2 separate regions of the Sus scrofa genome follow, and region 2 is linked to region 1. The links are chromatin contacts, called in public HiChIP or PLAC-seq maps. All regions are on one chromosome and are shown on one strand. Each heading gives the region's core, a stretch centred on a gene start, on an enhancer-like site or on the middle of the called end of the contact. The rest is flanking DNA. Distances are from core to core; before and after follow the strand shown. Region 1 has its middle 26 kb from the start of ABCG2. Region 2 has its middle 54 kb from the start of MEPE.

Region 1 (3,849 bases), core at 875-3,374:
GCCTCCGTTTTGTGGGGTGTTGTAAATGTGCCTTCTGGGAGGCATCCAAGGCCACAGAGAATGTCATCTGCAGCTGGCCCCTCCACAAGACGGCACTCCGCAGTGAGACCTCTGGACGTCAGAAGAGCTGTCCTCTGATACCACCGCACATTCCAGTTCCACACACAGCGCGCACGTCAGTACGGACTGTGCAGGACTACACAGCACACAAACCAGTCGGCCCACAGGCCTCTTAATGACAAAATCACCGTTTTATCATGAGTTTTATAGCTATATTCAGACTTCTATTTGCAGGAACAGAGATCGCAGGTCTTTTTGTACAGACACTGGCACACTGGCTTCCAGACCATCCACTCCTCCCAGCTGGAAGGTCGGGAAATACAGGAGAGAAGGCCCAGGCTCTGCACCTGGTACCAGTAAGCAAACATTTACTGTGAGCTATCTGAGGTGGTAGAAAAGGGGTACACAACTCTACAAATTTACTAAAATTCATTGACTTGTACACTTAAAATGTATGGTATATAATTTTCAAGGAAGCAATTTTAAAGTAGTTTAAAGCCAATAAACAAAATATATGTGTGTGTGTATACACACATACATATGCACATATCTATTCATTTAAGACTTTTAAGAAACTGCATAAAATTATAGGTAGTGTGCCCTCTCATACATCACACTGGAAGCCTATGTGTTAACTTGGGTCACTGTAATTTATTTTCTTTTTCTTTTTTTTTTAATTTTTGCTTTTTTAGGGCCCCACCTGAGGCACATGGAAGTTCCCAGGCTAGGGATCAAATCAGAGCTGTAGCCGCCAGCCTACTCCACAGCCACAGCAACGCCAGATCCTTAACGCACTGAGCGAGGCCAGGGATCAAACCCGCATCTTCATTAACCACTGAGACACAAAGGGAACTCCAACTTGGGTCATTTTTATATGTATCTCAGAATAAATCTTCTCTTGTCATCTCTGTTTAATCAGAGAAAAATCATAAAATTGTAAGATGAACAAAACAATACAAAAACCTGAACTATCTCCAACTACTCATCTGAATCAGATTTTTCTCAATACTGTATGACCAAATGCAGAAATAAATTTATTTCAGAGGCTTTCTGCAACTATAATAAACCCTTCTCACAATATTTCTGTGCTCATCAAAAATACTGTTTTTATTGACTGACTTCCTAATAGTAAATGTGTACATTTTAATATATAAATATTAATAAATATATTTTAATATATTGGAGTTGTGCATTTATTTTATTTTTATTTTTTTTTATTTTTGTCTTTTTGCTATTTCTTGGGCTGCTCCCGCGGCATATGGAGGTTCCCAGGCTAGGGGTCGAATCAGAGCTACAGCCACCAGCCTATGCCAGAGCCACAGCAATGCTGGATCCGAGCCCGCGTCTGCGACCTACACCACAGCTTACGGCAACGCCGGATCGTCAACCCACTGAGCAAGGGCAGGGACCGAACCTGCAACCTCATGGTTCCTAGTCGGATTTGCTAACCACTGTGCCACGACGGGAACTCCATGTGCATTTATTTAAAAAAAAATTTAACTGTTTCTGGTGTGAAGAAAAAAAAAATCTAGGGATTTCCCATCACGGCTCAGCATGTTATGAACCCAGCTAGTATTCATGAGGACGCACACAGGTTCAATCCCTGGCCTCACTCAGTGGGTTAAGGATCTGGCATTGCTGTGAGCTGTGGTGTAGGTCCCAGTTGCATCTGGGATCTGGTGTGGCTTTGGCTGTGGTGTAAGCCGGCAGCTATTCAACCCCTAGCCTGGGAAATTCCATATGCCGCAGGTGTGACCCTAAAAAAGCAAAAGCAAAAAAAAAAAAAAAAAATCTAATTCTCCTGGGCAACAGGTGTTACAAAAAGATTAAGCTTAACTACATTTTTACTAGTAGGATGTTTAGAAATACATTTGGTTTAAAGTAGCACTTTGTTATCATTCCCTGAGGCTCCCATGAAGGTAGATGGGATTTTACTTAGACAGCAAACGTTTATCTTCAAAAAACCATTTTTTAAAAAATCAGATGTTCCATTTCCTCCTTTACCCAACATTTATAGAAACATAGAGTGTTCTTTCTCTCTTCCTCTTTCCTGTTGGCTGGAATCCAAACATGACTGGAGTTCCCATCACTATTTTGGAGCACGAGATGACTGAGCATAGAAGCTACATGTGGCAAAGCAACAACATAGAAGGAATGAGAGTTCCTGAAACCCTGGAATTACTACACTGTCTCTGGAATGTCTACCTCTGGGTTTCTTGAACAAGAGAGATAAACACCCATCCTGTTTTATATCACGGTCTTACAACTAAACTTAACTGTAATGAGTAGACTGAGATCACAGTAGTGCTACAGAGGGAGCAGTAGGCCAAATCTCTGAGTTTGGAAGTGCTTGGCATCTTCAGGGCGCAGCAAGGTAATCGAGCTAAGGTATCAGTAATGAGAGGGAGACATGGAGGAGACTGGGAGGTAAATGCAGAGGCAGATGGTATAGGGTTCGTTGATGCTTTGAGCTTTTGTTTGTTTGTTTTTCTTTTTATGGCCATACTTTCAGCATATGGAAGTTCCCGTGTAAGGGGTTGAATCAGAGCTGCAGCTGCTGGCCTGTGCCACAGTCACAGCAACAGGGGATCTGAGCCACATCTTTGACCTATGCCACAGATCAAGGCAATGCCAGATACTTAACCCACTGAGCAAGGCCAGGGATCAAACCCGAATCCTCACGGATACTAGTCACATTTTTAACCCACTGAACCACAATGGGAACTCTTGAGCATGTATTTGGATGTAGAAAACCAGTGGAGGGCTTTGAGAAGAAAAGTGACTTGATTGATTTATATTTTAAAAGAATTCCTTGGCAGAGAATAGACTGATGCTAATATATTAAATCCATACAATGGGAACATAACTATTACAGTATTCTCTATACTTCTTTTATGTGTTTAAAATATTCTAGTGTTGATCTTAAAAATGAAAGTCAGCTATTTTACTGGCAAAATAAATGGACTTACCTGGGAATAGCAGAGAATTATAAAACAAAATGGACCAAAATGGCAAATACCATAGGCAAGTCCAATGAACAGAGGAAAGGAACATTATTTTACATAGAAAATAGGAGAAGTTGGGAGAGGTAGTTTAGAATCAAAGTCCATTGAAGAAAAGTGAGAATTTGAAGTGATGACATTTTCTCATTGGCTGAGTCACTAGCGTAGTGGGTATTTTTTTTTTTAATATTTATTTATTTATTTTGTCATGTTAGGGCCACACCTGCTGCACATGGAAGTTCCCAGGCTAGGGGTCGAATCAGAGCTGCAGCTGCCAGCCTACACCACAGCCACAGCAATGTGGGATTCAAGCCACATCTATGGCCACAGGTCACAGCAATTCTAGATCCCCAACCCACTGAGTGAGGCCAGGGATTGAACGCACGTCCTCATGGATACTAGTCGGGTTTGTTACCCCTGAGCCACAACAGAAACTCCTTAATTTTTATTTATTTAGTTAGTTTTTTAGGGCCACACCCAAGGCATATGGAGGTTCCCCGGCTAGGGGTCGAATCAGAGATGTAGCTGCTGGCGTACACCACAGCCATAACACCAGATTCTAGCCGCATTTTCGACCTACACCATAGCTCCAGGCAACACCAGATCCTTAACCCACTGAACAAGGCCAGGGATCGAACCCGCCACCTCATGGTTCCTAGTCAGATTTGTTTTCGCCATGCCACAAAGGGAACTCCTTAATTTTTAATTTTATCTTTTTCTTTTTATGGCCAAACCTGCAACATGTGGAAGTTCCTGGGCCAGGGGTGGAATTGGCGCTGCAACTGCA
Region 2 (3,849 bases), core at 351-2,850, 320 kb before region 1:
ATCCCTCCCTATTCAGAAAGTATTTTTCTCACCAATTATAAATTAAGAATAAATATTTGAATTTTTACAAAATTGTTTGCCCCCAGATTATTTAGAAGACACCTTCCTGATAGGACAGAGAGGTTCTAAAAAGTAACAAATAACTTCAATGGAATTTTCCATTTAGTTTGGAGGAAGCTGAGAGCATACACCTGGGATGGTTTTGCACTCAGGTTAAGGTTAGGGACTGTGGGGAATGCAGGTTCCGCCACTTCCTAGCTTCGTGACCTTGGGTAAGGTATTTAATTTTTCAAAGCCTGAGTTTTCACATCTGAAAACTAGAAGCAAAAATCTTCCTCAAGGGTTGTTTTGAAGAATAAGTGAAATACTGCCTGTATCTGGCACACAATAAATAGTCCCTAAGACTCCGCCACTTATGGAGCTGCCATTATTTTTATCAACACTATTATGACTCATATCATTGATAGAACACTATAATTCCTGTGCATTTGGAGTCTTGATAGACAAGAAAAAGACTAAAGGAGATTAATCTAGAGAGATTTTTGAGAAGCGTCATTCCAAAGGAGAGAAAATTCTGTAAAGGCAGAATAGTGGACCCCAAAGCAGCAACTGTTTGACCAGAGTATGGCCAAGGAAACATGGGAACTCATTCCAGTGTCCAGGATGAATAAATGATCAGAAATGGGCATCTTTGAGAGTCCTCGGTTCTCACCGACTAGCAGAACTGCCCATTGTGCAACAGGCAAAAGGTAGGGTGCCTAGTAATTCCCACTGATGCCATCTCTGCATCTTCAGACTCATTACCAACCTCAGACTTTACAGCTGGACCATCTAGGAAAGGAGCTCCCTACCACTAGCTTCTAAATTGTTCCAGAGTGAGCCATGCTTTCGGGAGACAGGTAACAAATTAATGAGATGGAAGCTAGAGTTCAGTGCCTATGGTGGGAATATGATTCCTTATTTTATTCCAATTTCACAGATAAATCAACTGAGGGAGGAGCAAGTGAAGTAAATTGCCTATGACCAAAGAGTTCAGAAGAAACAAAGACAGGATAGAAATCCATAATCTTGAATTCAGAGCTTATGCAATTCCAACATTAAAAGCAAACCTTAAGGAGTTCCCATCGTGGCACAGTGGTTAACGAATCCAACTAGGAACTGTGAGGTTGCGGGTTCAATCCCTGGCCTTGCTCAGTGAGTTAAGGATCCGGCGTTGCCGTGAGCTGTGGTAGAGTTTGCAGGCGTAGCTTGGATCCCGCGTTGCTGTGGCTCTGGTGTAGGCCGGTGGCTACAGCTCCGATTCAGCCCCTAGCCTGGGACCCTCCATATGCCACAGGAGCAGCCCTAGAAAAGGCAAAAAGACAAAAAAAAAAAAAAAAAAAAAGCAAACCTTGAAAATGTTCTATTGCTGAGGATGTGCTATTAGTAACTCTCAACAGAACTCCATAGAAAGGTAAGTTCAGATGAGAAATTCCTCCACTTTACAGTCAGGGAAAGAACCTTGGGGGCTTTCCTTTCTGTGCATTTCTCTAGGGGAGAGCTTGCTGGCTAAACAGAAACGGACAGTGGAGGAGGGGACAGGAGCAACCTTTGTCCTGCCTTCCACAGAAACAGAGTTTACTGATGCGAGGAAACAAATGACATCTCCGTGCTGAGGAACACAGATGTCGGGGGTCACTGAGATCTCTAGGTGATGTGTAGGGAGTCTCGGGGTCCTACTGTCACAGCGGTGCCCTTGGAATCTTCCCAAGTTCCTTTACTCCCCAGTGTCCTCTGCTTCACCAAATTGTTCGCTTCTCCCGAATGATTTTTTTGTCACCCTACTCAAACACTCTGAGATGTTTGAGTTGGTAATAAGATTTGAAAAGTCTGTTTTGTTTTGTTTTTTTTAAAGATGACACCAGTATTCGACTTCAGGGTTGGACACTTCCTCAATCAGCCCTGCTGTGACTTATAAATGTGAAAATGAAACGGCCACAGAAACAGACTCAGACACGGGGAACAGACTTTTGGTTGCCAAGGCGGGAGGGAGTGGGATGGACTGGGAGTTTGGGGTTAGTAGATGCAAACCTTTACATGTAGAATGGATAAGTAATGAGATCCTGTTGTACAGCACAGGGGACTCTGTCCAATCTCTCGTGATAGAACACGATGGAAGATAACATGAGAAAAAGAATATACATATGTGTGGGTACGTGTGTGTGGGACTGGGTCACTTTGCTGTACAGCAGAAATTGTACAACATTGTGAATCAACTCCACTTTGAAGATAAAAAATAAAATTAAGAAAGAAACTCCCCCTTAAATGTCTCAGTCTCTCTTACGTATGCCCAATTTCCAATCGCGAACTGAAGCGATAATGTACTTAACAGATGCTGTGTTACATATTGTTTCGAGCTCATGACTGTCTTGGGCAGAAGCTTGAATACAGAAGACAAAGAGGAGAGATGGCTAAACGGAAGTATCACATGAACTACCCCCGCCCCCCCCCCACCATATTGTACTGTGTTCAAGAGAAGAGGTAGGAGCATCTTGTGTGCTGGGGAGTGAAGGGAATGCAGGATGTGCCTTGTTCCATCAGTCACTGGTCGAGGGAGAAGCCTCATCACCACCTCTCTGGTTTAGTAGGAGATGCTTCAGGGAGGGACGTGGGGTTTGAGGGAGGAAGGGAAGGGTTGGCAGAGACCTAGCCAAGAAGTAGAGTGTCACTGCCAAGTTTCAAGAAGACAGAAGACGATTATTATTCTGTAGAAGGGAAAGTCTAAAGTCACTTCAGAAAACAAAGTGATGGGACAAGTTTTGTGTGGGTGCGTCACCTCTCCGTGGGACCTCATTCCTCCGCACTGGCTGTTCCTAACCCAGGGCTTTAACCCTTTCAGGATATTGGTATTTTATGCATAGTGATTTCATTTCCACTGGCCATTATTCCACAACCCATCCCTGAACTTAACTGTGTTTAAACTCAAAGAATGACCATTTCAGGCTAAATTAAAATCTCTCCCAAATTGCCATTTTCCGTACACATGCAGGCAACGCCAGCTGTATCATTTTCTATTATCCCATTTTCATGCCCTCTCTTCCCAACAATGTGAATTCAGTGAAGCCAAAGAACCACAATGGTACTTCTCTGTCGAATCCATGTAACACCTGTTCTAAGCACACGGCACTTGATAAATATTGGTTAGAATAGATGCATAAATCCAAATGGCACATGTATGTCCTCCAGCAGAAACCCTAATGTTTTGTAGTCTATTTTTATGTGCTTCATATTTCAACCTATTGTTCTGAAGCCCAGACTATACAGAAATGCATGAATGTACCGAAGGAGGAAGTAAAGTATCTAAACCTAAAACATCCCTGTTTGGGGTTAACACATCAAACTTTGTGAGTATCTAACTAGGTTATATGTAGTATGGAAAATATTTCAATTTCCTTCTGCAAAGATATTTTTCCGCTGAGGAAAGAAAAATTGTGGTGTAATTTCGAAACGGGGAAGTCAAAATTTGCTAGAATGGGGCCAGAATATTGCAGAATGTTCACTACCTATTCAGATGTTGTAAGGATGACCAGGAAGCAGAGATTCTGAGCTATAAATATTCTCAAAGAACCATGAAGCATCTGCTTTTAATTTGCGCTTGGGTGGCTTATACATCAGACAGGAAAACATCCCTGGGTTTAAGAGGTTTGAACAGATGCCATAGAGTAAGTTCCCATTTCCGAGTGTTTGTTGTCATTTTGGCTAGTGAACTCCACCTACCGAAACAAAAATGAACACGATGCTCCAGTGGCTGCCCTGAAGCCCTGGGTTTTAACATTTAAAGAAAGAGAAAGGGGAGCAAATTTTTTTGCC

The links. HiChIP or PLAC-seq counts read pairs in DNA pulled down with a chosen protein or histone mark.
Region 2: an H3K27ac HiChIP or PLAC-seq map of alveolar macrophages shows a contact between it and region 1. The contact joins two enhancer-like sites. A contact is called at or near these places in 1 of 47 Hi-C or Micro-C datasets (epiblast stem cells) and 1 of 2 datasets of contacts at active chromatin or transcription factors (alveolar macrophages).

The regions. Positions count from the first base shown.
Region 1 is chr8:130,825,861-130,829,709 of Sscrofa11.1, reverse strand. No RefSeq gene overlaps it. Among named protein-coding and RNA genes, the nearest start is that of ABCG2, 26 kb to the left of the region's middle. Within about 2 kb of position 2,124, at least 9 of the 83 cell types and tissues checked have an H3K27ac peak or open chromatin away from gene starts, as enhancers often do. A contact at or near this core is called in alveolar macrophages, where this site is marked.
Region 2 is chr8:131,142,497-131,146,345 of Sscrofa11.1, reverse strand. No RefSeq gene overlaps it. Among named protein-coding and RNA genes, the nearest start is that of MEPE, 54 kb to the left of the region's middle. Within about 2 kb of position 1,600, at least 2 of the 83 cell types and tissues checked have an H3K27ac peak or open chromatin away from gene starts, as enhancers often do. A contact at or near this core is called in alveolar macrophages, where this site is marked.